Linked DNA regions of Mus musculus: all the other regions are linked to region 1. Evidence: chromatin contacts called from public HiChIP or PLAC-seq and promoter capture Hi-C data. All regions are on one chromosome and are shown on one strand. Each heading gives the region's core, a stretch centred on a gene start, on an enhancer-like site or on the middle of the called end of the contact. The rest is flanking DNA. Distances are from core to core; before and after follow the strand shown. Region 1 holds the start of Prkaa2 (protein kinase, AMP-activated, alpha 2 catalytic subunit). Region 2 overlaps Gm30199 (a long non-coding RNA gene). Region 3 has its middle 24 kb from the start of Gm30266. Region 4 has its middle 100 kb from the start of Gm29922. Region 5 has its middle 63 kb from the start of Gm29922. Region 6 has its middle 150 kb from the start of Gm29922.

The links. Promoter capture Hi-C pulls out the DNA fragments that hold promoters and counts their contacts. HiChIP or PLAC-seq counts read pairs in DNA pulled down with a chosen protein or histone mark.
Region 2: a contact with region 1 is called in an H3K27ac HiChIP or PLAC-seq map of trophoblast stem cells, with 5 times the contacts expected there. The contact joins the enhancer-like site here to the promoter of Prkaa2 in region 1. A contact is called at or near these places in 5 of 39 promoter capture datasets (the C10 cell line, the HPC-7 cell line, embryonic stem cells and 2 more), 4 of 115 datasets of contacts at active chromatin or transcription factors (embryonic forebrain, forebrain, pancreatic cancer cells and 1 more) and 1 of 9 other capture datasets (embryonic trunk).
Region 3: a promoter capture Hi-C map of hippocampal neurons shows a contact between it and region 1, with 4 times the contacts expected there. The contact joins the enhancer-like site here to the promoter of Prkaa2 in region 1. A contact is called at or near these places in 2 of 39 promoter capture datasets (hippocampal neurons and liver), 1 of 115 datasets of contacts at active chromatin or transcription factors (differentiating embryonic stem cells) and 3 of 9 other capture datasets (embryonic stem cells, embryonic tail and liver).
Region 4: a contact with region 1 is called in a promoter capture Hi-C map of liver, with 6 times the contacts expected there. The contact joins the enhancer-like site here to the promoter of Prkaa2 in region 1. A contact is called at or near these places in 4 of 39 promoter capture datasets (cranial neural crest, embryonic stem cells, hippocampal neurons and 1 more), 2 of 15 datasets of contacts at CTCF or cohesin (the NIH/3T3 cell line and large pre-B cells), 1 of 484 Hi-C or Micro-C datasets (granulocyte-monocyte progenitors), 6 of 115 datasets of contacts at active chromatin or transcription factors (embryonic forebrain, embryonic limb bud, embryonic stem cells and 3 more) and 1 of 9 other capture datasets (embryonic stem cells).
Region 5: a contact with region 1 is called in an H3K27ac HiChIP or PLAC-seq map of embryonic stem cells, with 6 times the contacts expected there. The contact joins the enhancer-like site here to the promoter of Prkaa2 in region 1. A contact is called at or near these places in 10 of 39 promoter capture datasets (the C10 cell line, HPC-7-derived erythroid cells, cranial neural crest and 5 more), 9 of 115 datasets of contacts at active chromatin or transcription factors (cardiomyocytes, craniofacial prominence, differentiating embryonic stem cells and 4 more) and 2 of 9 other capture datasets (embryonic stem cells and embryonic tail).
Region 6: a contact with region 1 is called in an H3K27ac HiChIP or PLAC-seq map of embryonic stem cells, with 4 times the contacts expected there. The contact joins the enhancer-like site here to the promoter of Prkaa2 in region 1. A contact is called at or near these places in 2 of 39 promoter capture datasets (embryonic stem cells and pre-B cells) and 5 of 115 datasets of contacts at active chromatin or transcription factors (acute myeloid leukemia, bone marrow-derived macrophages, embryonic limb bud and 1 more).

The regions. Positions count from the first base shown.
Region 1 is chr4:105,108,338-105,111,893 of GRCm38.p6, reverse strand. It overlaps Prkaa2 (protein kinase, AMP-activated, alpha 2 catalytic subunit), which reads left to right and starts at 1,996. Exons shown (of 9, transcript NM_178143.2): 1 at 1,996-2,189. The coding sequence starts at 2,096. It overlaps Gm36893 (a long non-coding RNA gene), which reads right to left and starts at 1,996. Exons shown (of 2, transcript XR_376484.4): 1 at 1,706-1,996.
Region 2 is chr4:106,052,478-106,056,033 of GRCm38.p6, reverse strand. It overlaps Gm30199 (a long non-coding RNA gene), which reads left to right. Exons shown (of 2, transcript XR_376494.2): 1 at 1-1,131; 2 at 1,726-2,039. Among named protein-coding and RNA genes, the nearest start is that of Gm30199, 3.5 kb to the left of the region's middle. Within about 2 kb of position 1,608, at least 7 of the 459 cell types and tissues checked have an H3K27ac peak or open chromatin away from gene starts, as enhancers often do. A contact at or near this core is called in trophoblast stem cells, where this site is marked.
Region 3 is chr4:106,022,800-106,026,355 of GRCm38.p6, reverse strand. No RefSeq gene overlaps it. Among named protein-coding and RNA genes, the nearest start is that of Gm30266, 24 kb to the left of the region's middle. Within about 2 kb of position 1,530, at least 2 of the 459 cell types and tissues checked have an H3K27ac peak or open chromatin away from gene starts, as enhancers often do. A contact at or near this core is called in hippocampal neurons, where this site is marked.
Region 4 is chr4:105,943,441-105,946,996 of GRCm38.p6, reverse strand. No RefSeq gene overlaps it. Among named protein-coding and RNA genes, the nearest start is that of Gm29922, 100 kb to the right of the region's middle. Within about 2 kb of position 1,901, at least 7 of the 459 cell types and tissues checked have an H3K27ac peak or open chromatin away from gene starts, as enhancers often do. A contact at or near this core is called in liver, where this site is marked.
Region 5 is chr4:105,906,815-105,910,370 of GRCm38.p6, reverse strand. No RefSeq gene overlaps it. Among named protein-coding and RNA genes, the nearest start is that of Gm29922, 63 kb to the right of the region's middle. Within about 2 kb of position 1,885, at least 22 of the 459 cell types and tissues checked have an H3K27ac peak or open chromatin away from gene starts, as enhancers often do. A contact at or near this core is called in embryonic stem cells, where this site is marked.
Region 6 is chr4:105,690,914-105,694,469 of GRCm38.p6, reverse strand. No RefSeq gene overlaps it. Among named protein-coding and RNA genes, the nearest start is that of Gm29922, 150 kb to the left of the region's middle. Within about 2 kb of position 1,734, at least 14 of the 459 cell types and tissues checked have an H3K27ac peak or open chromatin away from gene starts, as enhancers often do. A contact at or near this core is called in embryonic stem cells, where this site is marked.

The DNA.
Region 1 (3,556 bases), core at 747-3,246:
TAGGTCTCAGGAAACAAGTTGTGTCATACCCAGTTCCCGGTTCACTCTTTACATACAAACAGCGTGACTTGAGGCTTCACGTTCGAGGCATGTGACTATGAAACTCTATCGGCATGCACAGTGTCACAGATGTTTGACTAACCTTTAATAATTTATCCCCAAACAGCAAATAATCCCTTTTCTTTGTGTTTCTAAATTATTTTTTTATGGGAAAAGCTGCAAGTATTTATGTTTTTTTTTTTTTAAGTATTTATGTTTTGAAGCACGTTTGTATGAGTGCAGGGAACTGCTAAATGGAAGTCACATGAGTCTTCATATTTCTGTATAGGAAGCAAATAATCTTCAGCTATGGCAAGGTCGGCTAACATTAAGTAAAGGGAGGGGAAGAGTGAGGGGAGCCGGGAGGAAGAGATTGCTTGCTCATAAGTGATTTGCCCACTGGTAACACTCTGGGCATGCTTTGGATTCCCTTTTATTATTATTATTATTATTTTTTACTTCCATCCTCAATACACTCATTTCTTTAATGTGTTTTTACATCATTTTGTTTCCCACAATTCTTTGATCCCTTCTGTGTTTTGTCTATGTTCTACATTTACCTGCACATGTAAATTATTTCCTATTTCTTTTAGTATTTCTCCCTTGTCCCGTATATAATGCATATCTACACACATGTATGCAAGTGCTGAAATATACTTAGGGCTGTGTCTATGATTTATTGGGAAATTTTGTTCAAATGAGTTAGAATTGAGAGTCCTGAAGAGAATGTCTTTTATCTCTATAACACGATTGTCTATATAACTGAATGAAGAAAAGAAATAAAAGGAGACCATAACTGCTCCTGGGTATGGTGGATGTGCTGGCTTGTCATATGGCAACTTGACACAAGGTCATCTGAAAGGAGGGAACCTCAACTGAGAAAATCCAGCTGTAAGGCTTAATTAGTGATTGGTGGGGAAGGGCCCATTGCGGGTGGTTCCATCCTTGCGCTGGTGGTCCTGGGGTCTGTAGGAAAACAGGCTGGACCAGCCCTGATGAGCCAACCAGTATGCAGCAACCCCTCCCCAACCCCCCATGGCCTCCGCATCAGCTCTTGCCTCCAGGTTCCATGCATTGAGTTCCTGTCCTGACTTCCTTCAATGATGAACAGTGCGGTGGAGGTGTAAAAAATAAACCCTGCCCTCCCCAACTTGCTTTCTGGTTATGGTGTTTTATCGCAACAATAAAAGCTTTAACTAACACAATGAGGAAGGCCTGTTATAGATAAAATGAACATACAGGCAGAAGCAGAGGCAGAGACACATGGTCAGACTCAGCAGGGCCATGTGAGGAGAGAGAGGGAGGGAGAGCAAGAGAGGAGCCAAGCCTAAGAGGGGTGGGTGGCCTGGGCTAAGAAACTGGCACAGCCAAAATGGCTGAATTATCTAGGGATCAGAGGACCTGAGGGAAGGGGCAGCTCAGTCCCCGGGCTGGAGAGTTCAGGGTAGGGGTCAGGGTATGCCAGGCAGGAGGACCCTATACCAGGTGGGGACTAAGGGATGCTGAGAGAACCAGCGTCACGTCACCTTTGCTATGTTAATGCTAGGCGTCTCCGTTGGCAGTTTGTCTGGGGGTTGAGACCTAACAATAACACGACCAGGAACTACAAAACAATGGGACGCCATCTGAAGAGGGTACGGACTAGAACGTTCCCAGACAAACAAACCTTGGCTAGGGGGAGCGTGCCAGGGGCTAGGGGCGGGCCGCCCTCTCCAGCGCCTTGCCCTCTGGTCCCGAGGCATGGCTCACGGTCTACACCCCGTCACCCCCACTTCTCCTCAGATTCTCCTTCCATCTCGGTCGCGCTCAGATTCATCCCTTCCATCTTCACCGCCCTGGGCTTTTCTCGGGACGCCTCGGCTCTGCTCCCCCAGCCTGCGTCCACACGCGCCGGGCTGCGCTCTCCCCACCGCGCCCCGGGCGTCCCCGTCCCGCCCCCCGGGCCCGCTGCACTGTGGGTAGGCGGCGGCGGCGGCGGTGGCGGCGGTAGCGGCGGCGGCAGCGGTAGCGGCGGCGGCGCTCAGAGCCCGCGGCAGGGGGAGCCCGTGCGCCGAACATGGCTGAGAAGCAGAAGCACGACGGGCGGGTGAAGATCGGACACTACGTCCTGGGGGACACCCTGGGCGTCGGCACCTTCGGCAAAGTGAAGAGTGAGTGCAGCGGCGCGGGCGGGCGGGCAGGCGCGAGCGAGGCCGGGTGGCAGGTGGAGCGCTCGCGGGCGAGCCCGGGGCACAAGCACCTGGAGCCGCAGCCCGGGCGTGGGTCCGGGGGGACCAGCGGTTATGGGGTGTGCCTTGGCGGGGGGTGCCTCCGAGCGCCCTGTCTTTTCTCTATGCCTCAGCTCGCTTGTCTGCAGAATTGGGCGATTGGCCCAGTCCGAAGGGCCCCGAAGCGTGGGGAGGATGGGGGAGTCACGGCGCCCGCCGCGAATTGGGAGGGGGTCTCCCACTGGTGCCAAGTGCTCTGCGTGGAGCCTCATCTGTGGTCACACTTAATCCTTAACGTGGCACCGGCCGGGTGCGGTCCTCACCTTAAAGGTGAGAGAACTCGAGCTCCAAGGCTTCAGAGACACGCCCAAGGTCACAGAGAATTGGCAGATTCAGGGTGAGGTCTAAGATGTCCTCCAATTTTGGCCTTGCTGATGAGGTCCCTGCCTTTCCCAGATTCTTCCCTGTCCCAGTCCTTTGATGGTGGAGTTGACCAGGGGCATGCCCATAGCAGAGAGGTGCCAAGTCCCTCTGCTGGGTGTGTGAAAACGCTGGAATGCAGCGGGTTGGACAGAGAATTTAGGAGAACCCCTAGCTCTGTAGGTTGATTGGTTCAAGGAAGGATTCTGTGGTCAGGGTCTGGGAGAAAATGTTGCTTGGTGATCGACTTTGGGTCCCCAAGAGGTCAGACTTGCTTAGGCAAGGGGTATGTTTGTTGGTGAAGGGACTGCTTTGGGGGTTTTGGAAAAAAACTGGTTGCTTTTGAAATGTCACACTGCACTAAACTAGTTAAGTATTAAACTTTGCTTTGCTTTCTTATTAGTTAATAAGAGTCACATGGGGTTTGATTACCCGTCCTTTTAACAGAACTACAGCTCTTGTTAAAAAAAATACTTGGTAGCAAGTTGGGAATTAAAAGTGAAACATTAGCCTTTTGTTGTTGTTGAATAAATATCGGGTAAGCAGTCTGGGGATTTTATGCTGAGGCTTATTTTCTACATTTTAACCTCCAGTGAAGGTTTGAATAGAAGGGAGAGACTCCTCATTCCTGCGAGGATTAACTCCTCTTGGTGTATCTAATACCGGTTTGTACAACTAGAAAACACTGAATGCTCTCACCACATGCGGGGAACTGTTCTGGGCAACGGAGTTCTAGGAAAGAGCAAAACCTGAGCTCTCCTGGGACTTACTCGCTATGAGGGAAAGACAATCAGAATACATGTGAAAAGTATATGGCCCCCTCCTATTGAGAAAGGAGAACAGGGGAAGGAAGGATGGAGCCTTTTGTGAGGTTGGCAGATTATATTAAG
Region 2 (3,556 bases), core at 359-2,858, 940 kb before region 1:
GTTTTCCCAAATATAAAATAGAAGAGCTGGATAGATGACTTTGAATCTGTATGATGTGGCATCCATCCATTACGGTCACTTTTGCATTACCCAATATAAGTTTCATGCCTCTAATTTTCACCGTAGTTCAGAAACAATTCTGGGTGTGGCTCTGGGACTGATTTTTGAAATAGATGTACAAACTCCTTGCTTGCTCTGTCTCTGATAGGAAAGGTTTACTCCCCCCTACCCTGTAGGACTTTCAAGGTAAGGTTTGAATGGTCTCACAGCTTCTCCTGGCCCTTACCCTTGAACTGTTTGCTGTGAGGTCCCTCATGATGCCCTATGAAGATAGATCTACAACCCAGAGCCCTCGTTAGCAACTATGTGAGTGAGATACTGTGGAACTGCCAATCAAACCTTCAGACGACTGTGGTCCTTACTCACAGTTGACATCACAAGCCAAGAGCGCTCTGCTAAACTGCTCTTGTGTTCCTGGCTTTCAGATGCTGTGTGGGGCGGTGGATGCCTGTTATCTTATGCTGTTGAAATTTGGTGACATTTGTTGCATGGCATTTGATAGCTAAGCCACTACTGGGTTGTGTTGCTGGTGGTCATGGCAGAGACAGCCACTGTACCTGTCACCCTGCTTCAGTATCACTGACACTTTCCTCCCTGGGAGCTCATGGAATGATTGATAAACATCCTTGTCCAGGGAGATTCCAGAAGACGCCTCCTTAGCTTCAAGTTTTCGCTCAGGTTCAGACTTAGGGAAAGATTTTACTGTGGACCAGGGAATAGCAGTGCCATGGCTAGGCCAATAGACCAATAACTTATTATTACTCTCGGCCACAGTTCCCTGGCCTTATCCCCTAATCTAGTAATGAGTTTTCCCACCTCTCTTTCCACCACTGTTATGACATTGTTGTTTCTTTTTTATTTGTTTTATGTGTACAAGTGTGTTGCCTGCATACTCGTGTGTGTGTGTGTGTGTGTGTGTGTGTGTGTGTGTGTGTGTGTGTGTGTGTGTGTGTGTTTGGAGCCTAGGAGAACACGAGGACATTAGACTTCCTGGAACTGAAGTCACAGACAGTTGTGAGCTGCCATGTGGGTGCTGGGAGCAGAACACTGAGAATGTCCTTTGCAGCAACAGTAAGTACTTTTAACTGCTGAGCCATCTCTCCAAGTGGGTTCCCTTCACCCTGAGAGGTCTGTAGTTCACACCTGCTCTGGCTAAGTCCAGGAGGAGATACATTGTATGAGGAACATGAGGGAAAGAGAGAATCCAAGGATCAAGCCACTTCTTGCCTGGCTGGAAAGGCAGAGCTGCCTTTAGCAGAGAAGGCAGGTGCCCCGAGAGGCTGGGTGGAGAGCCCAGGAGCTTGGGACTTGCTGAGTTGACTGTTACATGCTGAAGTGGAGTTCTTGAGGAGCCAGGAAACAATTGTTCCTTGCATGTCCCTTTTACATTGACAAGGGATAGTAGGAGCCACCTGTAAGAAAAGGACAGCAGGTGGCAGCAGGACGGATGATTTCTGGTGACAGGAGGAAAGCGTGACTCATAGGCATGAGACAGGATAGTATCGAGGGAGCTGGATATCTCTTAGCTATCTCCCGATGCATCAATGTTCTCAAGGGAGAGAAACAAAACCATAGGCCAGGATTACGTAAGCCAGGAGGTGCTGAAGACTGGAGGGGAGGGAAAGGTGTGGTCGATTCTCAGTTTTCCTCTCATCCCTCGCACAGGACCCAGCACAGAAGAAATCTGAAGGAACAAGTGTCTGCTGAAACGGACTCTCTGACAGTGACTTTGAAGTTTGGGCCGTCTCCGGAGAGCGACTGCGCCTTAATGCTTCAGTTTCTGTATCTGGAAGTTGGGGACTGATGAGGTGTCACCTGTCATCAGGCAGCACAGAAGATGCCCGAGCAATGCCACTGCTGGTTTCTTAAGCACCACCACTGCCATAGCACCAGGCTGAACAATGTCCTCGAAGTCAGAAAAAAAAACTGGACTGGACAGATTTTCCATTTTTGTACTTCAATAAATTGACTTAAACTAATCATTAAGGACTCGATTTTCCTCTCTTAAAAATGGAAGAAGAGATTTTATGAGGTCAGATTTTTTTGAAGCAATTTGGCAAGGTTTTCTATTTCCAAATCTGTAAATGGCAGAGTGGGTAGTTACAAAGGAAAGAGAGGCTGGGCCAAGAAAGAGAAGCTGGGCTGGTGGCTCTGTAAATTTCTCTGTTCCTGTCAGCTCCAAACGCGAGCGCTTTATGTGTTCAGTGAGCAGCGCTACCTGCAGTCCTTTCTTCCAGGGCGGGCGTGAGGCCTACAGGAAGCAGCTGAGGGAAGCGTTTTGCACTCTGCAGTGTGCTCACAGTGCCCAGTGGGGGTGGGAACAACCTGCGTCTTGAGAGCTCTGGGTGCCCGTGCACTGTGGGAGAAAAGATCTCAGAACCTCTGGAAGACTGTTCTAGGAAGCCCAAGGCAGCCTCATGTGGTCCTTTTGGTTCTGGCTTTTGCAATCTGTCCTAATAAAACCAGGACATGTCACCCATGCTCTGGACTGGAGGCAAAGCAGAAACACATCAGCTGCCCAGCCCTGACAAGAAACAGACAGGGAAGAGCACACTATTTCTCCTCATCTGGAAGAGACCTTTTCTCCACAGTTCCCCAGGCTAGAGCAAGGAATCAGATTCCTGGAGGTAGCTCCGAGGAGGGCAGAGGCAGATTCGCCGCTTCTGAATTTGGACTCCAGTTCTGTCCCATTTTAGATATAAAGGTTGGCCATATATGTCCTGGTTTGTCTTGTGAATAAGTACATATAATAAGTACATATATATCTTGTCTTGTTTGTCTTGTGAATAAGTACAGACTTATTAACCTGATCCTGTGTAGTGACTTGTGAGTGCTGCCTCTTCCCAAAATGTCCCTATGTGGATAAAAAAATTGGAAGATCATTTTGTGGATTTATTACCTGCTCTTCTTCAAACCTCGTTCAAAACGGAAATCCTTGGCTGTAGACTGCAGGATTGTGATTGATAATCGTACGTGGTTAACATAAAAGTTTAAAAATAGGACGTAAGGGCTAATACTCAGGTATGAGCTGTGCTCTGGCTTAAGCTTTCACGCTGTTTTCTCCAGAGTATGTAAGCAAGAGTCTAGCTTGGTCATGTGGACTCCAGTCCAGTGGGGACATCACTGGTCTGGCTTATTAAAGCAAATCTCTGCGCTCTCACCTAGTGTTCTCAAAGTAATGGTTCTGAATTGGGTTTTGGAAAGCACGTGACAGCTTCCTGATGAACCCGAGACTCCTGCCCTGGGACCACGCTTTGGGAGCCACTATTCTAGCTTTTCTTTTTCCAAACACCTCTGGTCTTTGCCAGAATGATCCTTCCAAACACAAGTCAGCCTAAGCTGCTCCCACTTTCAATGGCTTTGGGGTCAGAGGTCATGCTCCAGAGTAAGCAAACCTGGAATGGGAACGGTAATGAGGGCATGACTGGGAGGGTTCAGACTCAACCTGGGCAGCAGAATGGAGCAGGCTATGGGGAGGGGGACAAGAGAGGAAGAG
Region 3 (3,556 bases), core at 281-2,780, 910 kb before region 1:
TTTGGTGTTAATTATAGCAACCCAGGCTTCTCTGTGTGAAGGAAATCGTCCCTCATTTCTCTCATTAAAGTAAAATATGACCCGTTTTTATGCTTGCGTATTCTGTTGCCGAGATTATGAGAATCATCCTTTCTGTTTATACAGAATGGAGAAACGCTACACCAAGAGGGCGCCTGGCCCTGAGCCTGGGGAATAGAAAGCAGATGTTGTCCTCTTGGCCCACCCCTCCAGCTGCGCTCCTGTCTCTTCCTCTGTCTCTGCATCTCGGCACAGTACTCATTTCAAAGCAACTCCAAGGCAGGGGCTGTGAGAACACACTCAGGCTGCGGCACACCGAACCAGGTGCCAAGATTCATAAACAAGCCTGTCCCCAGAAACCAGGGGCGGGGGCTACTTGCTACTAAATCCTCGTTTGCTATTCACATTTAGGGTGGACAGCATGTTCTGATACACAGATGTGACAGAGAAGTGGTTGCTATCGTCAAGCAAGCTCACACATCCACTGACCTTAGGCAGATACCTTTTGTTTATAGGGTGTGAGCACTGAAACCCTGCTAGCGAATATCTCCAACAGTGGACACCCCACGCCTATAAACTCTCTTCCCTTATGTCGTACACTACATCTCTAGATTGCCCATCCAACACAGCTTTAACTGTGATGTCTGACCTCTGAACCATACCTCAGTTTCAATTCCCTTGCACCAAAGTCTTCCTTCTGCCCTAGGGTGTAGGTAGACAACAAGACATGCTCACCACAGACAAAGCTGGAGATGTCTGTGGGGTACCCGCAGGGAGATGTGTTGTCTCACCTATAGTATCCTAGCAGCATCTGCCACAAGGTAACTGGGGGCCTAGGGCGTTGAGATTTTGTGCAAGGTCAGTTGGACCAGCATGTGATGGGGACTTGGGAAGATTTTAAGTAGAGAGCCAAGTCCCTGAGACGTATGCTTCTGAATGCCTGGTGACAGTCTGGACAGTGATAGAGAAGAAACCAGGGTGAAGAGGCACAGACTAACTGTCCTAAATGTGCAAGTGAGGTAAGGAGGTCTTTGTCTCTTTTGCACTGTTATAGGAGGACATGGCTAACAGATTCACCCAAGGGTTACCTCTCCATGACTTCTTAAAAAGACTAGATAACAAATGTTTTGGTCATAGGATTCATAGGTCTTGGTCACAGTCAACAATAACCAACCCTAGCAGCCAAAGACAAGCAAGGGTAAAATGAATGGGCACCATAGGAGTAAATAAAACTTTATTTACAAAAGCAAGACCTTGATGCCAGTCCCTACCCGGAGGGAATGCACTTGTGTTCTGACACATTGTTTACTATTGATGAAAGTTCATACTCTGTGACATTACATGTTGATTTGTGGATTAGTGTCTTATTTGGATGCAAATAGCTTTTGTCTTGTAGAAAAAAAGCCCCCCCAATACTCCAAATATTGTGGTCTTAACTATTCTGAAGGTTACTAACCAGCTCTGTATCTAGCAAGAAGTCTTCCTCACATTCTTACTGCAGTGCTTATGTAATATAAACAGCTCTCCCAGCACCCTCCACTTCAGCTCTGCCATCTGGCTGCTCCCCTCATTAATGAGTTAAATAAATCTTTAACACATGTTCACTTTTTTATTTGTATGACTGTCATTTCATCTAAGTGGCTGGAAATTATTATACTGTTCAGGGTAAAGCTGATGGAAGAGCTTGGGAAAGGTAAGGAGATAGAAGAGACGGAGAAGTCCTAGATGGAGAGCCCTGGATGGAGAGCCTTGGGTAAAGAGCCCTGGATGGGCTCTGAGCAGTGGTAGTCCTAAAGCAGAGGAAAGAGGGCAGAAAACAAAGACCAGGTAGTGACTTTCCTGTTCATAAAGCACAGAAAACTGCCCCAGAAAAAAAAAAGCCTATATTCTGGAAAGTTCTATAGTATTTCCAGTGGTCTGCAGTACAACTAAGGCTCTCTCGGGCGTGAGCCTTCTCTGTCTAGAAGTCCTCATATATAACTTCACAGGAGTGTTTGTGTCACTGTTCTGTGTTGGTCGTATCCAACTCTCAGCAGTTATTTGTTGGATGGATCAATAAATAGATGAGTTGAATTATCAAAGTCTAAGTATCTCTTCCTGCCTCTGGCTAAGAGTCTTTGTGCCACCTCCACACCCTGCATGAACATGACTCTTCTTGTCACGTTGCATGTTAACACCTGTCACTGTAGCTCTTCAAGGGTCCAGAGTTTTTTCCAGGCAAGCCACCTCCACCAGTACTTCAGGTCAAAGACTAAAGTGTGTGTTGCATGAACCTTGAATTGACTCTATTGGTTGAGCTGGGTGGGGCTCTGCCGAGGGACAGTAAGTGGTGAGTTTTATCCCTTCCTCTGGACAGTCATCCCACCTGGTTCTCTATGCTGCCCATCCAGTCTCAAATAGAGCATCACTGACTCGTTAGAGATTCTATTGTCTCTCACCTTGATAGGCTAGGATCACTTGACAATTTGACTGGAACCTTCAAACAAATAATTTCCTGCAGCTCAGGCCCTTGCTAAGAAGGGTCACTCAGCCCACATCTAGGGACAGGGCTTAAGGAGACACTGGTTATTGTCACTCCTTTCCCAGCAGAGCTGTGTGGTTACAGGGAGCAGAGCCCTCACAGTGTGCTAAGCCTGAGCTTCATTCCTGGAGGACATAAAGGGAGGTCCAAATGTCATGACTTTCACGGGGCTTGCAATTGGAGAAGACAATGTACAGTATTGTAACTGCCTATAAAAATCTACTTTTAGGAATGTATCCACTGATTCTGTTTATTTACTTAACACACCTACAATTGTTTGATTTGTTTCTTCTTTTTAACGATTTATGTATTTATTTATTTTCTTCATAAGAGTGCTATATCTGCATGTACACCTACATGCCAGAATAGGGCATCAGAATTCATTATAGATGGTTGTGAGCCACAATATGGTTGCGGGGAATTGAACTCAGGACCTCTGGAAGAGCAGTCAGTGCTTTTAACCGCTGAGCCATATCTCCAGCCCCCCCTCCCCGCCTCCAAGACACAGCTGCAACTGAATAGCTATATAACCTAAATTCAGCACAATTACTGTCAGGCTTACCCTAGGGCAGGGTGAGGAGTGCTCTGTGGGCAGAGGTCGAGTGACCTCAGTTATGGTTTGAATTTGAAGTCTTCATCTCAGTTCCTGTGTTGAATGCTTGGTCCCCAGCTGGTGGCATTCGGGAGGTAGTGGGAGCTTTAGGAGTGGACCAGGTGGAGGAAGAGAGTCAGTAGAGGTGTAGCTTTGAAGGTCACCCTTGGTGTCCAGACAACTCCTCCCTCCCTACTTCCTGTCCATCACAGGTCAGGGGGCCTCCTCTCCATATGCTCCCAAGTAGCATGTTTGCTTGATCCCCAAGCATGGGGGGTGTCAAGAAAATTATGGGTGAATTAACCGAAGCTGAGATAATTCAAGCCCTTCTTCCTTTAAGCTGTTTCTATTAGGACTTGGTTGCAGAGTATTATGTGAGCAGGGCAAGGTGAGAAGTGAGTGTGTCGGGAAGCTCTTTGCATGTG
Region 4 (3,556 bases), core at 652-3,151, 840 kb before region 1:
AGAAAGTACCTTGTAGACTATCCAGATGGTTTGATGGGTCATGCACTTACCACCAGAGCCAGGCAGCCAGAGTTCAATCCACATATCCCACATAAAGGTGGACGGAGAGAACCAATTGCACAAAGTTGTTCTCCGAATTCCACACATGTATCCTGACCCATGTGCCCCCATTCTCTGTGATACACATATGTACATCATAATGAATAATATTTTTGAAAGTCTCTTCCCATGAGTGAATTGCAAATGGAATTGTTTTGTTTCCTTATAAGAAAATAGGCACATGCTTGAGGATTTGAGCAGGTTGCCATAGGGACTTGGAGCAAACCAAACAACACACACACACATACACACACCCATAGAGTTGCTTCCTCCTGTGAACACACATATAGATGTTTAGAAAGGATTTTGGGGATTACCTTTTGGGGTGTGTTGGAAAGCATCCAGAGTTGGAGGTAGGGAGGATAGGATTCAAGTATTGTAGTAGCCTTTACCAGGCAAGCCCTACTTTATGCTTCTTAGTTGGAATATCTGAGCTCTGAGAACCAGATTAAATACCTTATGAACCAAAATCCCAAACAAAATGGAATAAATAAACAAAGGACACATGGGCTTCTTTTCCTGTTTCCCATTAAATTTATTCTCTCTACTTATTTGTTGTAAGCAGACAGAGTAGATCTTCCACTTCAGTTCACAGTCCCAGATTCCTAGGTCAGGATACAGACTACAGGACAGTGCCATCATTCCAAAACCACCCCCAGTGTGGTCTCTTTTGTGTCACTCCTTCTTACCTCCGCTCATTCCTGACAACCACTGATCTGTCTGCTGTTACTACAGAGGATACTTTCTTTCACAAGGAAAGAATAGCAGCAGATCAAGGGGCTCACACAGCATGATCTCTACAATATCCATTGAAGTTGTTACACATGTAGATTTGTTTTTATAGCCAAATTCTGTTCTGTTGGATGGCTGGACACACCTTCAATTCTTCTTGCTAAAGGTCATGTGGGTTCCATCTACCTTTAACTGATTGTGGCTAGACTGACTAAACACAGCATGAAGAGGTTTTAGAAACATTACGTTTTTTGTTTCTCCAGGATGGATTGCTAGTCATGGGATTGGCATAACCCACCGTAAAGGTATGGTTAATTTGGTAACAAATGTCAACTTGTTTTACATAGTACCGGTATCATTTTGTATTCCCAGGAGTTCAGTTTAGTTTTGAGTAGAAAGACTGCAAGGCCCAGAGAATTGAAGGGGCTTCAACTTGATCAAAATGCAAACGAGGCAATGTCTGAAAAGATGCTAGACTGTTACTGACTTCCATTCCAGTACCCTTTTCTTAGATTTGACCCTGTTAATCTTGTGTAGTCTTCAGCAAGACTCTTCAAGGTGGATTCTAACTGTGTGCTTGTTTGTTGACATTGTATAGGTTGAAGACAGGTGTGGAGATGGGATTCTGAGGGAATGGAACTCCCTAGCCTCACATGGCTGGGGGGGGGGGGGAGCGGGGCCGGGCAGTGGGTAGAATCCACTCCCAGCTTAGTACGAATTTCCTCTGGATTCCAGAGAGTTAGAGCAGGAGTTGCATGCAAATGAACCAACATTTGAAGCTTTGTGGTCATGCTGCATTACAGGGGAAACTTTCCATGCTTTCATAGTGTGAACTGTATGTTTATTAAAAACTATCCTCCAATTGCTTCAATTTTCACGTTATTAAAGAGCTTGGCTCACTTGCCACATCATGCTCTCTGCTTGGAATGGATTTTTTCTTCCTTATTTGTTTTTAGTTGGGGTTGGAGCCAAGTGGTGGAAAGAAGGCTTCAGGTCTGTTGCCCACAGTTCTTGCCAGGCAGTGTCTGCCGTGCCTGAAGCTTCCTTCCTGCTGCCCAGTCAGGAAGGAACCAACACCTTTCCTACGTCAGAGACAATTAAAGAAGGCAGAAGATCCATTCTAATCCCAGTGTCCCGGGAGAACCCCGCCTCCAGTTTGGTTGGTAAACTAAACTGCTCTCTCCTTTGGGGTTCCCCACCAGTGTGTACCTGATGTGTTTGCTTCTCTGACCTGCCGTCATTAGCTTCACCTCTGATGCCATTCACCCAGGGTCTGCTCTGCAGCTCCTAGGCTCTGTGCTGTCCATGGGCACAGATGTGAAGATGGTAAAAAGTGTTGGAGATGAGCTCAAGTCTGTCTGTGTCAGAAGAGAAAGGCTGACTGATCGCTTTCAGAATCCTGCTTGTATAAGGGGCTTGTTTAAGTTTCTCATAGGCTCCTTTGTTAAACCTGCAGACAAGCAGGCATTGGTAGAAAGCAAGGTAGGAAAGGAAGGAAGAGAAAGAAAAGAAAATGAAAACGATGGAACAGAGAGAGTGAGAAGAAAACAAGAAATGAGATGGTGTGTGTGTGTGTGTGTGTGTGTGTGTGTGTGTGTGTGTGTAGGGGTGGGTTTGGAGGAACAAAGTGAGAGAGAAAAACCCCAGGCTTGAAACTAGGTAGTTTATTTTGCTAAGCTGGTGTTTGTTATAGATTAGCCTTGACTAGCTGGAAGGGGCCGGGGTAATTGGACCATGCTAATTAGATCTTCATTTGATTTTGCCTCTGTTTGTTTGAGTGCTTAGTTTACGACTTGGCAGAGAGCTTTATCGTACACACTCTGCTAACCGGTTTATCCGAACTGATATTGAGCATGCACAGAATTGACATTGGATTTGCTGCTTCAGACCACACAGACGAGGGCAGAAACTCTTTCTGTAAACATCAGAGTCAAGGTACAGTAGCAGACATGGCAGCGAGATGCAGTGGACCTCATGGAGTTCCAGGGACAGCAGGGTTGATAGACACTGTCTGGGTTGAGTCCGTGTAAATGACACTCCTGACATGGCAGGGTGCCTGGCTGGAGTTTGGAGTCCACAGTCAGGCTGATATGAATTCGGTTTCTTCCTGGCTAATTCACTACGTGGTTTGTCCTCTCTGAACCTCTGTGTTGTGGTTAGAATGTGAAATGCCACCCTTCACAGGTTCCTATGTCTGAACTCTTGTTCCCCATCCAGTGCCATTGTTTTGGGAGACCATAAAACATTTTGGATATGGGGCCTAGCTAGCTGGGGCAGAACTTTTTGGTTTAACCCTGGTTTTTGTTTCTCCAACAAAGCCACACTCCCCATGGGCCAAGCATTCACACACACAAGTCTATGGGGGTCATCACTATTCAAACCACTATATCCCTGACCCCCATGGGCTTGTAGCCATAACTTGATGCAGAATGCATTAGTCCAACATCAAAAGTCCCTCCAGTTTATCGCAGTCTCAACACTGTTTAAAAGTCCAAAATTCAAAGTCTTTTCTGAGATTCTTGCAATCTCTTAACTGTAATCCCCTATAAAACCAAGATATAAAAAGCAGATCATATACCTCCAACATAACATAGCACAGGATATACATTACCATTCCAAAATATAGGATTGACAGGATTCTTCAGCAGGTATCCCTTGGCTCTGGCATCTCTAGCACCTTGGGATCTCCAAGGCCATCCTGGCTTCACACTCACTGTTTCACACC
Region 5 (3,556 bases), core at 636-3,135, 800 kb before region 1:
GTGTGCACATGTGTGTGTGTGTGTATGTGGGGGGAGCATATGCACACACATGTGCATAGATGCATGTCTTCACTCTAGAATCCAGGTGAATATTGAAGGGTTTATTTGGACCTTTACCGTGTACGAATATCTCACCATTTTCCATTAAACCCTTCAGAGTTGATAATTTTCTTTCCTTTTGACACTTTATTTATCATATATTTACTAGTTACACATTTGTGGATCCCAAACTTCATATAAGTGTTTGGCAATCCTGCAAATAGATACAGTTAAAGAAACTAGTGTTCAGGGAGAGCCAGCGCCTAAGGTTGTAGAGCGAGTGAGGGGATGGTTTTCTGTGATCTGAACTTAAGTCTTTGTGTAGCTGCCCATTTGAAATGGATTCTTATTTGAGAGCCAGCTAATAAACACAGGCTCTTAGAGCCAGTCATTTGATCTACAGGGTCTACCTACCAAGTTCATGTGAGAGTTATTCACCAAGTTTCTAGCATGCAGTTTTCCAAATTTTGGGGAAGAGCCTTGTGTTTGGTTTCTCTTTCCTACCATTCAGTGAGCCTGAAGTTTTGAGAAGACAGGTGGCCTAAAACCACATACTGTGAAGCAAAACACTCTTAGGTACTGGAGGTTGAATTCCCAGCCTTAAGCTTCCTCCCTCTGGGGAGCCATGCAAATCCACAGAAAAACAGAACATAAAATAACAAGTTTATTAATGGCTGAACAAGCCCGGAAAACCACACTGCAAAGCAGAGGTTGTTGTATCCTGGATCTAGATTTGAGACTGTGAGCTCAGCTTTGCCGAGGAACATGTTTGGATTGGTGAAGCAGAACCCAAGTTCACCTAAACAACTGTAAGAACAAGGATGGCTTCCTGAGTCAGTCAAGTTAGGGAGGGATAACTGCTGGGTGTCTCTCACCAGATGCCTGTGGCAGGGAGACAGGAAATGGGCAACAGGAAGTGCTCTGTAGACAGATGTGTCGAAGATAACAGTCCACTGAAGTGTGTGTGTGTGTGTGTGTGTGTGTGTGTGTGTGTGTGAGAGAGAGAGAGAGAGAGAGAGAGAGAGAGAGAGAGAGAGAGAGAGCTCTTCCCCGTGGCATAGGAAATAGATTAGGTCATGCTACACTTCTGAGGAGTATGCCATTGCCACTAATGATCTAGCTATCAGGACTATCCAAAGGCTGTCTAACGAGGTGGACAATTGCTTTTCTTCTTCAGTTCCCGGTGGAGCTACCAAGGACAAGCATGTAGTCATAGACATTCATTCACTGTCAAGGCTGAGGTATGGGGTGAGCCATTGGTGGAGATGTATTCTTCCTCCTTTGTAGTAAGTCAAGTTCTGTATTAGCAGAAGACATGATTGCCCGGAGGCAACAGCTTCCATTCCACCAATATATATGAGAACTTATCTCACCAAGGTGACAGGCTGCTGAACAGTGTGGACCTGGCTGTCCTTTGTCCCTCTCAGAAGGAGCTGACATTCTAGTTGAAGAGATAGTCAGAAACTACCAATTAAAGAGATAAACAGAGAAAACAGTGGGGGAGTTTCAGTTAAAGGTCTAACAGAACAGAATAATGTTGGGAGAGACCATTCCATACAGCATGGCCAAGGAGAACCTCCTCTACAGACAAAACTTAAATTGTAAATTAGTGTTAAAATAGCATGAGAGCAGAGGGAGGAAATGACAACATCTCTGGCTGGGAAATTTAAGTCAGTTGAAGTGACTTTACTCATAGCCATCCAGCAGGCCATCAGCAAGCTCAGACTAAAATCTGGGGCCAGAAATGTTTCTTCTGTTTAAGGCTTTTATCTTGCTAGGGTCTTGGATCACTTCTTTTGGATCAAATGGCCTAGTGGTGGTGGGGGATAGCTGTCTTCAGAGAGTCAACCTTTACATTTTGAAAGAAGCAGCAGAGGTCAGGAAAAGAAAACACTTGTCATGCAAAAGGGCTCTTTAAAAAGACAATGCAAAATTTAAATCACACCTGTGAGTTTAAGCTTCAAGCACTTTCCCCTTTGCTGTAAGTTTGGTTACTCCACAGACTTGTGAGCCAACAGATGGACAATGATTCAGAGACTGGAAAGCACATGCTAGAAATTATCAGATACCTGATGTTTTCTCTCTCTCTCTCTCTCTCTCTCTCTCTCTCTCTCTCTCTCTCTCTCTCTCACACACACACACACACACACACACACACACACACACACTTGCACTTGCACACGTGCGCGCACACACACGGGGGGGGGGGGGAGGGAGGGAGAAATGGCCATTTCACTCATTTACCTTTAGAGAATCTCTTTCCCCACCCCCTTTCTCTGGAAATTGGAAACAAAAGTGGCTTGGTTCCGAGGTGGCGAGAGCTCCTACAGTATGCTCTTTTCTCGTCTGCCTTTTATCTCTTCCAGGGACAATCAGATGCCAGAAATGTGTCACTTCAAGCAGTCCTGCACATTTCATGAAACATCTTATTTGGATAAAACTTAAATTATTACCACACCAGTTTCTGCACACTCCCCGCACCCCGATCTTTTCCAAGAATAGCCGTAACCAAGCCTGACAAACTACTGATTTCACCAAAGCAATTGCAATGCCTGTTAGACATCAGAGCCAACTGGATGAGGCGGACCAAAATCACAGCAGTGCTTTAGAGAGATGTCCCTGAGATCTGAGACACAGAGAGGCCTTCCTCCAGGCGGTCTTCACACATGGGCTAGCAGATCGATAAAGAGCATCTGGGCATAGGAAGTATGTAGCATCCCCCCTCATTTTGCTTTTTGCTGATGTCTCTTCAGCCAATGTCAATGATGAGGCAGAGCTCTGGACATTGGAGTCTTATGACCACTAGACTGTCTAGGCATAGATACAATCAAGTCAATGACCAGTGATGGTATCCGGGGTTGGAGCAGGGAAGCATACAATGTGAAATACAGAGGCACTTACCAACAGAGAAGAAACAGAACAATACCATTCGGCGGCGGAGAAGAAAAGGAACCTTGTGCCTCAGGACCATGGACCAGGTGGCATGTGAGTTGGTCCTCTACAGATAGTGAAGACGACATAATAGGCCTGTGGATGGGTAGAGAAGCGTTTTTTCATTATCAAGAAAATGGTGGTTGGTAGCATCCAGGTTCAGGGAGTGTGAGAATGAAGGAATAAGGAAGAGTCTTTGGGAAATAGAAATACCCAGGTGCCTGGTACCCACAGGACAAGATAAAGGCAGCCATGATGGTAACACGGAGAGGGAAAGCTGGTGTGGTGAGAGCCTGGATTCAAAATGGGTCCCCTGCTCTCAATTTAGGGTGTAATCTTGAACATTTCTGTTTGCCCTTCTGAGTTTCATGTTTGTCATCAGCCATGAGGAGAAGGATGCTTGCCATCCAGTGTGGCAATCTTAATGCTGAGATGTAAAAGGTATTAGAGAGATGCTTGGCTCAAAGTAACTGCTCAGAACATTTGGAAGCCCTGTTTGGCTCTCATGGCAAAATGCTAGAAGCTGTTAGGATGCAAAGCCAAACAGGGCTGATCTTAGCTGGCCTTGTTATCATAGTTTGGAACA
Region 6 (3,556 bases), core at 485-2,984, 580 kb before region 1:
TTTTCTACTTTCCACAACTTTGGGGAGTGAATCCCACAGTCAAAATTGATCCAAGGGATTCCAAGTACTGGAATTCTCACTCTTCATCCCTAGATACATACTAGTTCCTTCACACTGAGGAACCCAGACAGCAGTCCACAGTGCAGTGTGGATGTGATATGAAGAAGACCCATGTGAGCTAATTTACACAGACCATCAGCTCACGATGCAGGAATTCCAAAATATAAACAACAGGCAGTGCATATCAGAAGGATTGCCAAGATCCAAAGCAGGAGAAATTGTAGTTAATAGTTATTCAATATAAATGGCCCTAAAATGCGCAAATAGTCAAGCCACAGAAGGACAATAAAAAGATTTTTGAAAGTATATGTTGAAATCAAGTTAGCATGAAGAGATCTCTCTATACCCACTTAGCCATCCAAAGCACTTCACTAAAAAAGAGAACTTGTAGAAGTAAAGATAAGAAAAATAAGAAAGGGAAAATGAATTGAGTCTATGGAAGCATTGGATATGCTATAGGGACAATAAAAATAACAACCTTCTTATGAATGGATTAAACAAACTACAAGTATAAAACTTGGCAACAGTAGTACGACAAAGACATATTACACACTCATTAAGTATGCATATTGCTTTTGGATACAGAGATTGGCTAATCTTGAAGTCTACTAGGAAATTTGAAATTTAGGTGCATATGTTAAATTGTAAGAGTAGCTGGGTGGTGGCACATGCCTTTAATCCCAGCACTTGGAGGCAGAGGCAGGCAGATATCTGAGTTCAAGGCCAGCCTGGTCCACAAAATGAGTTACAGGACAGCTACACAGAGAAACACTGTCCCAGAAAATATATATGGTAATATATATATAATACAACACACACACATACACACACACACACGGAAATGCTATCATCAGTTTTGTAAAATATATAAGTACATTATCAGAGAATACGGGGAGTAAGGTGAATTTGTTCTTCTGCTAGAAGACGTGATAGGAGAAATCACAGAGGATTTCAGGGCCCCTAAAGGAAGCCTGGTGAAGCTAACATTATGCTACCAAGTTCAAGAGAGGTTAAGAGGAAGCCAGGAGGCATGCCACCCAGCTCGTTGCTGGGAGTGTAATTGATACTAAATGCTTCCTATCCATAGCCTGCTGATAGTCTTTTGGGGTGGGGGTGGGGGGCAGAGAAACTATGAGGATCTCATTGCTAAACTTCCTACTCTATAAGATAATAAGTTATCACTTGATGGTATCCTAAAAAACAATACTCTGTAATCCAGCTATGGCATCCACTATCTACTGCTAGTGTCATTTAGTTCTTCAAGTGCAAAATATCATTTTGGGAACCAAAAAAGCAATAGCTATCTCACAGAGATTATTTAATGTAGTCTGGATGTACTGAGAGCATTTGCCATAACTCTCCATGTTTCACACACCTCCAGTACATGCAGCTGATAGGAAAGGACGAGCAATTTCCAAGCAAAGAGAAGATAGGCAGTGCTGGAGAGGCTGCAGTGAGTGAGCATAGGCTCAGAGGAACCCAGCACGACATACCAGACAGTAACAAGAGAAGTTACTGAGGAGCTTAGAGGAGACACAGGTTAGGGAAGGCACAGGTTAGGGAAGGCACAGGTTAGGGAGGGCACAGGCTAGGAAGGGCACAGGTTAGGGAGGGCACAGGTTAGGGAAGCACGATAGACGGTGAATCACAGTGATACCCAATCATGGAATTGTTTCTGAAACCCAAGGGCCCTTACTATGGTGCTGGCTATCCAGCCTGGAGACAAAGCCTCCCCACATCCCCACCAGTTACTGGAACTCAGCCTGAAGGCTAATTTCCATTTCCTAAGTGATTTGGGTGGAGCGCAGCCACACCCACTTGTTGACATATTATCTGTGGCTGCTTTGGCTCTTTAATGATGCAGTCCAGTCAGTTGCATCAGAGATCGTGTTTCCAGCAAAGCCTAGAAGATTTACTATCTGGCACTTTTAGGGAAGTCTATGTCTGCCCTAGCTTAAAGGAATATGCAATGCTCTGATGAGCTCTACCACCCTGAAAGGAATGGAGCCAATACCCCATCTTCAGACCAGAGCAACGTGTTATGCAGTTGAGCCAGTTAACAAAAGCCCTTTTGCAGCCTACTTGTTCCAAGTCTGTTCAGTCCCCTTTCTGTGTGCTTCCACTGGCGATGAGATGCCTTAGGTTCCCAGTTTTGTCTCAAGTTTCTGAACTGGGCTTCTGATCCCCTGGTTTAATTGATATAACCAATTTGAAAACACCCAAGACTTTCTGTCCTGTCTTCTTGTGCAAATGTGCTATTTTGTTCAGACCTAGCATCCAGAAAAGGCTGGCCAAAGACAAGGAGACAAGCAAAAAGGCAGATCTAGGTCTTTGCCTTCCAAGAACCATCTCGTAGGTAGTAGGAAAGAGCTGAAAAGTGATATTTGACCAGGAGGACAAACCCAGCTTCATCAAGGCTATGGGTACAAAGGAAGACATTGAGCTCTGGTTTTGAAGACACTAAGTGGTTTAAGATCGGATATGGAACAAACCTTTTATCATATCTGATGTTTCAGTGTGGTAATAACTGAAGGCGGAAGGAGGGAAGATGGTGAGACTGGAGAAAAGGAAGGGAGAAGTTTGACGGTCCTTCTTCCTCTCCCCACCCTTCCATACCCTGTAGTGCAGAAAGCTGCCCCTGTAAGCTCTTGTTATCAGACTCTTGTGGCATCCTGTTCATCTTCCGGTCAGAGATGCTGGGGAAAAGGTTGGATGGCAGGAGAAGATGCTGGGGTCCTCCTATGCCTGCCACTGTTCTGGAGTGTGTTTCTGGTTGCCTACTCTCTGCTGTCTTAGCACTCTTGGTTCAACTTCTTCCTCTGCATCCTCATTATGCTGTGCTCTCCAGACTTTTAGTAAGGAGCTCACCTTTCGTGCTCCTTACAGCCCTATGGATGGATGGCTGCCGCTTGCTCTGTCCTTAGTCTCTAAACCACTGTCTCTCCGTCTCTGTAGCCTCACAGTTCTTATTAGTTCATTGCCACTGTTAAATTTGCTCCATTTAACTTGCTGCATGAGTTCTACTATTTTTCCTGGAGTCAGATTGAAACAGGGATGAAAGATGGAAAAAGACCTCACATTTCTTTGTCCCAGCATCCCTACCCCTTACCATTGGCCTGCAGAGCAGATATACTCAATAAATAACCACAAGTCAACTAAGAAAGACAGAGAAAATTAGTCCTAATTTTCTCAACCCCTAGCAATCATGAATCCAATGAGGATGAAAATGAGGGTGTGGCAGGGTTGGGTTAGGGGGACCCTGGTTTTGTAAATCCTTAAAAGTGAAAGTCTGTCAGTTAGACAGCTCATGAGACAGGGCTGCCACACATGCTGGGACTAAGAGGAAACCACCTTCCCACAAGACTCAGTCTAGACGAGGCAGAGAGCTTTCTGAAGCCTTGAAGCCACTCCAATTTCTGGGGAAGATCAAATGTAGATAAAATACTGGCGCTCTAAAAGCTTTGTGGTTCAAATCAGAAGATGGATGTCAGTTCCT